Linked DNA regions of Danio rerio: region 2 is linked to region 1. A link is a contact called in public Micro-C data. All regions are on one chromosome and are shown on one strand. The core of a region is the stretch at or near the end of the contact, and the rest is flanking DNA. Distances in the headings are between cores, read along the strand shown.

Region 1 (4,749 bases), core at 1,781-4,280:
CTGGAGTATTTATTTTTGAGATTTTAACAGTTTTGTGTGTGTTGAGCATCAGTTAAGACAACGTTAGCTACTGTCAGCTTTTATTGTGGGGAAAACTGGATAATTTGAGCTTTTGTCAGCTAATTTCATCTTTCCGGTTTAAAATAATTTTTGGGACGGGATCAAAATCGACAAGTGGAGTGATGACGTGTCGGTTTCTCATGATTATTCATAGCGGAGTTTTCTTATGAGAAGACCCTGCTTCGTAAATATTCATGAGAGCAGATGCTTTCTGAAGGCAGGGCAGACCTGCCAAACTGTAAGACTCAGTGACTGGGTGAGACCGCGTTCACAAGGGTTTGTTGCATGTTTTTTCCTGAGATGCTGTCAGGGGCCGATACAGCAAAGCTGTTGGTTTGTAGCAAGTATTTTTGTTGAGAGAGCTGTACGAGAATTGGAGAATGGTGGACTTTGTGTTTTATCAGTTGAGTTCATTACCATTCAGACACATCGCCTATATCCATGCTGCCGTGTTTGCCTATCATTAAAATCATACAGATTGCCGGCAGGGCTAATGGTTGAAATAGACAGGGAAAGAGACCTGCTGCACTGCTATCCGCAGTCTGTCTGCATTCAGACGAGGGGATACAGGAGGACAGAAGTCCACCTCATTAATAGTGTTTGTATAAACTCGATCAACTTTATAATAATATTACAAATTGTGTTTATGTGTATATGAAATTACAAATAACTTATGTAGCAGGGCATTACAATAGGTCAGAGGTCATGGAGACCACGAGTGGAACTGAAGATCTTGATGATTCTAAAGTCTAAAGTGATTTTGATATTATTATGTTTTCATTCTGTTTAAAGTGATTTTCCTTTTTATTCTAGATAGACTTTTTGTATAGCAGCCTGAATGCTGTTTATACCTCTTTTGAACAAGTTTGATAAGATAGCTGAAAGTACGAAGAAACAACCTTGGGTTTTATTAACAGATTGTCTCTTGCGTGTATATTCATCTGATGGCTTCTGCTGATGAAACTGCAAACTATCTTAAGTAACCTTTATTTTTTTGAATCTCTGACTCCAGTTCTTCATCTGACAGACAGGTCATGGTTCATGGTCCTTTAAGTAAAGTGTCCGTTGCATAAGTGATTCTACAGGTGGTTTGTCAAACCCTCTCACCTGTGAAGCACACTCAGAAATGCACAATGCTTTTCAAGAAATATGCAGTGATTGTAAGAAAGTGTCTGGGGTAAATGTGCAAACTGTTGAAAGTGTCAGTTAAAATGTCAAAGAGATGATAGAGAGTGTTTTCTACAGGTGGTTTGTCAAGCCCCCTCACCAGTATGCGGCACACTGGGAATGGCAATATGTTTTGAGGTTTTTGTGTGGTGTTGTGGAGATTTTGGGAGCTAATATTGTGGAGAATATTTCAGATAATGTTAATGTGATTGGAGTTGAGGGCTTTAACAGCTTGTGGAAAGAAACTGAAGAGTAGTGTGACATTCGTATGGTAGGGTTAGATTTTGGTGCATTTAACATGAAACCATGGTTTCATTCTGTCCTCTAATAACATTTTAGAGAGGGGGTGGTGGAATGAATGTGAAAGATATTTTCTTGACACACTTAGGACGCCAAACATTTTAGCATTGAGGCACTGTTGAGTATTGAGTATTGTTGTTGATCATGTCCATCCCTTTATGACCAATAGGGTTGGATGGTGCATAATTCTAGTAGGATAATAATAATGCCACACATATCAAATCATCTCAGTCTGGGTTTTGAAGATGAGAGAGTTCATAAACTCAAATGACCTCTGTAGTCACCAGGTCTTTCATCAGACCTCTAAGATGTGCTGAACCTGGAGATTCCAACTATGGATGTGCCGTCGTTAAATCTGCAGCAACCTGTATGTGATGTTGACATGTCAATATATACCAAATCTCTGAGGAACATTTAAGCACCTTCTTGAATTCACACCAAATCAGCTGTACTAGCAAGGTGTACTTAATAAAGTGGCTGGTGAGCCTAGTATATTGTTTTTAAGGACATGAAGTTTTAGGGTTTATTTTATTTTATTGAGTGATTTCATAATACTTTAGAGTTAACCATTAGCTTGCAGTAATCAGTAATGCGTGTTAACTGTATCTAAAGTACATCTCTAGGAGGTCAAAACGTCCTCCAGGTCATGAGACTTGATTATGTAAATTAACTAATTGATAAATCAGAAAACAACTCAGATACAAGGACAATTTGGGTCTACAGACAATGTGATGTTTTTTGAATGTTTATGTAAGTTTTTAACACTGTGTCCAAGGCCAGTATGTTTTATCTATCATTGTTCCGTCTTACAGTAATGTAAAAACATGGTGTTTATGAAAGTTCAGCAGAGACAGGAAGCTTCAAAGTTTGATCTCAGCAGGAAAAAAGTGCTGACTCTGAAACAGCTGTGCACTGCTGCACAAACAAAAAATAAAGGATGTTAAGAGGAGCATGCAAATACATGCACAGTAATCAATGATTAGTTAAGAGTTAATGCTTTAATAAACACGTACACAGTGCTTTCATACTTAATTGCTTGTCATTTCTTTTCAATGTTGCACTCAACCCCCCCTTTTCAGTTCTCTAGGGAAACAGAAGTTTGGAATGCAGTGAGATTTAACAGTTTGCTGCCTGGAGACTTTTTGGTAGAAACAAAACTATTTTGCTGCTAATTATTACTTTTCCATACATAAGACACAGATAAATAAATTAAAAATGTAGAAAATTTAATTTAGGTTAAATAAAATCCAAACAGACTTTGGCAGGGATACATAACTAATCCACTAATCCACTTAAACTTTCTGCTTTTTTTTCAGCTCAAAGCTTTAACTTTTTCCATTTAAAACACATTACGGAGGTTACTGATATACTGCTGATGCGTGTAACTTCTGTGGCGAGTACGTGAGATATTAAAGTTTTCGAAACAAGGACAGAGGGACCTTTGCCCCGCTTTTAGTCAGGAAAAACAAGAGGAGTATAAATAGGAGGAGCCGTGTGAGAGGAGGGTTGTTTTTGTCAAGAACTAGCTCAGAAAGTTTCGCTGCTGAAGACCCTCAAGGAAAACAAGTAAGTGTACTTTACAGCTACGACACATTGGTAAAACATTAGGAAAACACATTAATTAATATAGCATATTACTAGTATATTTGCTGATTGTTTTAAATAATGCTCTTATTAATGGCCTCTTTTTGCATGATCATAGATCCCTTAATTACTACAACAACTATTTATTTAATGCCATTGCAGTAATGAAGTCGTATGTTTTAACTGCAGAACATTTAGTTATTAGTACATTTTTGCTCCCAATCTAAAGTTTTTCATTTTTCTTGTCAGCTTTTTTATTTTTATTTTTTTTATAGTTTTATGTTCAGATGCTGTTGTGTGGGTGTGCATTATCTATAATATAATTTAATATTGTTTGGTAATTACGTAGGTTTGAATGCATTATCTGTGCACCAGTCTGGCTTTGATAACTCATGTTGCAAATTTATATTACCTGGGTGGACTATGGATCTTGACCCAATCTGGCTTTTTACGATTTTGATAAGTAAATTTGGGTTAATTACCATAATTACAGGTATTTATGTACATGAATTTTATATGGCCAATATAGAATGGATACGATTAGATAAACAAACGATTAGAGCGCACTGCTGCATATCTTTTTTATCATTATGTAAGTTATTATTAATTTTCTTTTCGGCTTAGTCTCTTTATTAATCTGGGGTCGCCACAGTGGAATGAACCGCCAACTTATCCAGCATATTTTTTACGCAGCGGATGCCCTTTCAGCTGCAACCTATTACTGGGAAAATAAGTTATTATATATCTGAAATACAAATGTTATTAAAATAAAAAATAAATATTATGTGTGAAAATGTTATTCTTTTTGAAATATTTTTTAAGTGCTTTTTAACAAAGAGAAAATTATTTCAAACCATATTTAAGCATAATAGTTGAACTTCTAATAACTAATTTAATTTATCTTTGTCATAAAGACAGTATATACTATTTAACTAGTTGTACTATAAGATACCAGTATTCAGCTTAAAGTGCAATTTAAAGGCTTAATGTTAGTAGGTTACTCGGTACAATACATTAATTAGGCATCGCAAGTTACTAAACAACAGTTTTTTTTCTGAAAAAAAAAAAGTTAAACGTATCTTATTAAAATAAAACTTAAGGAGGCTAATAATTTTGACTTTAATATTTGTTTAAAATTTCTAAATACGACTTTTTCCAGAATAAAAAAAATTATTGGATAGCCTATATTGTGAAGTTTCCTACTCCATTAAACATCACTTGGGAAATATAATATTATCTGCTGGGTTCCACACAATTCACCTTGTCTCAGCACAAATCGATTAAGTTAATTTAACAGATTTAACAAATTTATGTTACATTACATGATATTATTATCAATAAAAATATTACACTTCAGGTGTCTGCTCTGGAAAAAAAATTATGTTGTTTTTTGATGTCTAAACAGTTGATCTTTTGTGTTTAGGTTAGTGGGTCTGTTGTTTGGAGTCATGTGGAAGGCACTCAGCCTTACCTTGGCTCTCTGCCTGCTGGTGGGCTGCAGTGCAGAGAGCGAAACAGAAGGAGCCCGCTGTAAACTTCCTCCCGAGTGGAAGGTTGGGGATGTGGAGCCCATGAAGAACGCTCTTGGACAAGTGACAGTGGTGGCTTACCTCCAGGCCAGCTGATTGTTCTGTCTGG
Region 2 (4,589 bases), core at 1,316-3,815, 300 kb after region 1:
AATTTTAAAAATTGGCTAAAAAACTCTAGCTGTGCTTATTTGTAACAAATTTTAACCAATTTTGCTGTCAAACATTATTAAAATGTATCTTTTAATCACACTGTGACAGACATTGCATCTTCTTCTGTCTGATTCTTATCTTCTCGAGTAAATCAGAATTAGCCTGAGAGGCAAAACAACAAAATGATGAGAAGACTTATTTCTGAGAAAATGATTAAAAATGAAGCAGGTATATAATTTAAACAAGAACAAGTAACTACCAATGAGCTCAACTTCATTCAGAAATCCTTTTCATACTCCACTGACATATGCTTCCAGATTTTAATTCATTCAATGTTCTTCAGGTTCTCATAGATGCTTTGTTTTGCATCTCAAGTCTCTTCATTTAAGAATGTTTGGATAATTACACTAAAACTTCAAAACAGCAGAAGATTTCTACATGTATGCACCATTTAAAAAGTCAACTTTATGAATTTAGGACTTTCTGCTAGGGCTGAGCAATTAACCAAAATCAACATTTAGATCCTATATTGATCGAAATCGATTGAAAATAAAGTGCAAGTTATTTATTTTCCACTTTTTTTAAGAAATAAAGTGACTGTTTTCAGGCAATGTGTGTTTTTATTTCAGTTGTTTAACGTTGATGTTCAATCGAAAATCATAGATAGTTGATTAATTAAAATCAAGTAATGCACCCTTCATTTAAAAATCTCTCACTTGTAATATGAGAGTAGGCATGGGCCAGTAAAAGATTGTGATGGTATAATAACCTTGAATAAAAATATCCCGGCTTCATGGTATTGTGATTACTGCTCTAAAATATATTCTTTTTAAATGTCTGGGTAAAAACTAAAACATTTGAGAAACATTTAAAATATTTTGGAGCAGTATACATGTCAGGGAAAATAATTCAAATTAATTATTCACTTCTGCTGTCTTAATTAGTTTCAAAAACATTTTTTTTACCATTTAAAATGACATCTTTGGATATCTTTTCTGGAGATACTGTTGTCCTAAAAAAAAGTACATTGCACATACAGTGACTTATGAACAATATTGAAAAAGTTGTTGATGGTTTTAAAACCTTGACTTTTCAAAACAGCGGTACACCTTGAAAAGGGTTATCATCCCATGCCTATATGCGAGCATATTTCCTGTAAAAAATCTGTCAGTGAAATAAAAAGGCAAAAAATAAATGCAATAATCGTTCATTAATCATAACCGAGTTGAAATGTTAAATTAAGATTTTGATTTTAAGCCAAATCACCCAGCTCTACTTTCTGTTATGATTCTTTTCCTTCAGAGTCCTTTTAAGAGCCTAAAACAAAGAAGTGCAAATTAAGACCATTTTTTTGAAGATTGGGAGAAATTTTGAATATGTTCTTGTAAACGTCTCATCCTAAATGATTTTGTGGAATCAGGGTTAAAAACTGTGACAAAAGAGAGAAACAGATTTTGATACAAAACATTAAAATTACAGCTTTAAGAGTCAAGACAAAAAGGACACTGCAAAAAATGAAAAAATCAATAAAAAAACATTTACACATAAACCACACTGCACTCTAAATAAACAGATAAAAATCATATGTTTCCACTCTACCTGATGATAATCATATTAAAACATTAAAAGCTCTAAGAATACATTAGCATGTGTGTAAGTTAAATATTACTGAATGTTTTTTTTAATAAATAACGAAACAATCTGCATTCTCTATATGTAAATGACCAAATGTGGAATAATAAACCTCTGTTTTGTTTGAAGTAGACATATAATTTATAAAATGTGTCTACAGAAATTATTAATGTGGGACCTATAAAATATATGCTACTCATGGTTACATTTTAACATCCCACTGCAGAATAACATTGCACGATTGCAATGTTTACATTGCGTTATGTCACTGCACGACCTCATACGACTTTACTCAGTTTATGCAAAGTGTATCTAACTAACCAGCAAAAATTAAACATTACAGCACACAATAAAGAAGATTTTGCTTTTAAAATAGCACATGGTTTGATATTAGTACTACGGTGTTCTACTCTGCTAGTTATTCGAACATTTTCTCAAACACACAGGTATCAGAAGGACAGGGAAATGTTTGTTGTGGATCGCAGGAATGCTAACGCAGATAGGCTAAGCTAACTAGCTAACGATGACAACACCGGTCTGTTCGGCCAACGAACATGCGTTTTCTACAATAACGACAGCCTGGTTTTGCGCAATTGACGACACGATTCCCGTTTACCTGGTTTCTCCGTCCGAAGAGTGGCACACTTGTTGTCTAACTCGAAAATCCTCCTCTCCAGCTCGACGCTTCGTCTGTAGTCGTCGGCCATGACTGCAAACGACAGTCACGTGACGAGCGCGCGATTACTCACGTGCGGAGGATTACTGGGGTGTTTTGTTCTGTCGTTTCATTCATAAACTTAGAGGCCTGGCGGTTACATCAAAACAAAAGCTTACTTTGTTCATCCCTTATGCGATTGATCCTTATTATACACTGCGTTTGATAACAGTGGATTGAAATGAAGCTTGGCAGTAGTGATGATGGATGTACGAGACTCATTTCCGCGAGTCGGTTCTTTTGAACAGTTCATTTTGAAGAACCAGTTCAATGTAAGATTCTTCAGATATTTTAGGCTATGACGTAGTTGTTCTATCACGTGATGTCTGTTTTCTTCTCCATAGCATTTATTTGTTTAAATTAATTTATTTTCTGGTTAATTTGTATCTAAATAAATGTTTTTTTAATATTGAAATTTTGAAGCAATGTTATCAGGTTTTTTTAAAAAAATCTCCCTTAAATCCAGTGAAACCTAAAAACATTGTTTTTGAATATATTATTAATTCGTTATAAGTTATTAAATCATTAGTAAATTATTAATGTATAATAATAATAATAATAATAATAATAATAATAATAATAATAATGTTATTATTTCCCAGAGATGGGTTGCGGCTGGAAGGGCATCTGGGCATCATCTTTTTTCTAAAAAAGTGGTGGATAAGTTGGCGGTTCATTCCGCTGTGACGACCCCAGATTAATAAAAGGACTAAGCCGACAAGAAAATTAATGAATGAATAATGTTATTATTATTAATAATACAAAAACTGTTATTATGTCACGTCTCCCTGTTTAACTGCAGTCGAATCATGAGCCACCTTGGTTGAAAATAGAAAATAACCTATTTTAATTTTAAATTAATTAATAAAGAAATAAATTAATTACTTTAAAATAAAAAAATAAAAACGTGCATATTGATAAAACTCTTATATTCCACTAGCATCACTGTGAGGATATATTTTAAAACTCTGCCTTATTGAATCTTGATCTACCCCGAAAGATCCATCACGATTCGTTAACGCTGAGCAACCGATGCATTGAAAAAAGAACCGACTCATAAGAATGAATCGGAAACTGCAAAATGGTAGCGTGAGGGTTAAATGCAAATAAGCAAATCGAGCCCCCGACACTCCCTCAGTTACCTCATCCCCGCCTATTTGAGATCAACGAGGGCATACTGTCACCATCATTCACTATACACAAAATTAGGCCTGTAATTTGCAGAAATGGCGACTCTTAAAGCGCTATCTAGAGCGGAGAATATGCTCATCAGGAAGGTGACAGCGACGATCAAGACGAACATCCCGCGATTCTCCGTCGGCAAGGTCAGTGTTTACAAACAAAACTCGGTGTATCCGAAATTTAGCATGATGTCCAACGTGTCGGTGCTTCTATTTTGGTCGTTTGTCAACCTTGCTTTCCATTGCAGATGAAAGATGGACGTTTAGATAATACAAGGAAGCTGTGAATGTATGGATGATGCTGGAAAGGTGCATGCGAATGAATGAATGAATGAATGAGGAATACTGCAGCTTTTTTAGTATTCTGTGAATTACATATGAACTCGGAGATTAGTAAAAAGTAATTTTGTGTTCTTCAACAAAGCATTAAAAGACAATTAGCATAAACATGACCTTGATTTTCACAGTCACAACCATTCATTCAGGTTTGTTTTCTGTTTGTATGTTTCATTGTTGACCTGGGAACACGTGGTCACTAAGCAATTTTGGTGTGTTTCATATACTGTTAGTAATATTTTTTATTTAATATTATTACCTATTTTATTTGTTAAATTCATATAATGTATATTTTTGTAATTTGTATTTTTATGAATATAGCAATAGCAGTAATTCATTCTGTAAAAATATTTTTATTAAAATCAACACTATTTCACTATAAAGAACCATTTGTGTTAGAAAGATACCGGAGGTTGTAAAAATTCTTCATGGAACCATCAATTCCAGTAACGATCCTTTAGTTTTAAGAGGGATGACAGCACTCTCTGTCAAACCTTTCATTGGATAGTACCCCAACTCTATTCTCACGTTCTCTTTTGTTCCTCCCACTATTTGGCTTATTATATTATATTATACTTTTATATTTAGACTAACCTGTTATAATAGCAATAGTTCCTAGAACCAGGACTGCAGTTTTCCAGACAGTGACCACTAAGATAGGACTGTTTGGAGTCATATACAGTAGTTATGACAGTCTCAGGCGATTGTCATGTGATTATGAGGT

The links. Hi-C and Micro-C count contacts between places; a contact is called where the count stands out from the background.
Region 2: a contact with region 1 is called in a Micro-C map of caudal fin, with 3 times the contacts expected there. The contact joins the promoter of rimoc1 here to the promoter of selenop in region 1. A contact is called at or near these places in 3 of 18 Hi-C or Micro-C datasets (caudal fin, embryo and an unstated tissue) and 2 of 4 datasets of contacts at active chromatin or transcription factors (embryo and gastrula embryo).

The regions. Positions count from the first base shown.
Region 1 is chr8:33,502,690-33,507,438 of GRCz12tu, forward strand. selenop (selenoprotein P) reads left to right here and starts at 3,031. Exons shown (of 5, transcript NM_178297.4): 1 at 3,031-3,093; 2 at 4,535-4,749. The coding sequence starts at 4,560.
Region 2 is chr8:33,806,172-33,810,760 of GRCz12tu, forward strand. It overlaps rimoc1 (rab7a interacting mon1-ccz1 complex subunit 1), which reads right to left and starts at 2,566. Exons shown (of 6, transcript NM_001128229.1): 1 at 2,250-2,566. The coding sequence starts at 2,340. oxct1a (3-oxoacid CoA transferase 1a) reads left to right here and starts at 3,568. Exons shown (of 17, transcript NM_001007291.1): 1 at 3,568-3,673. The coding sequence starts at 3,575.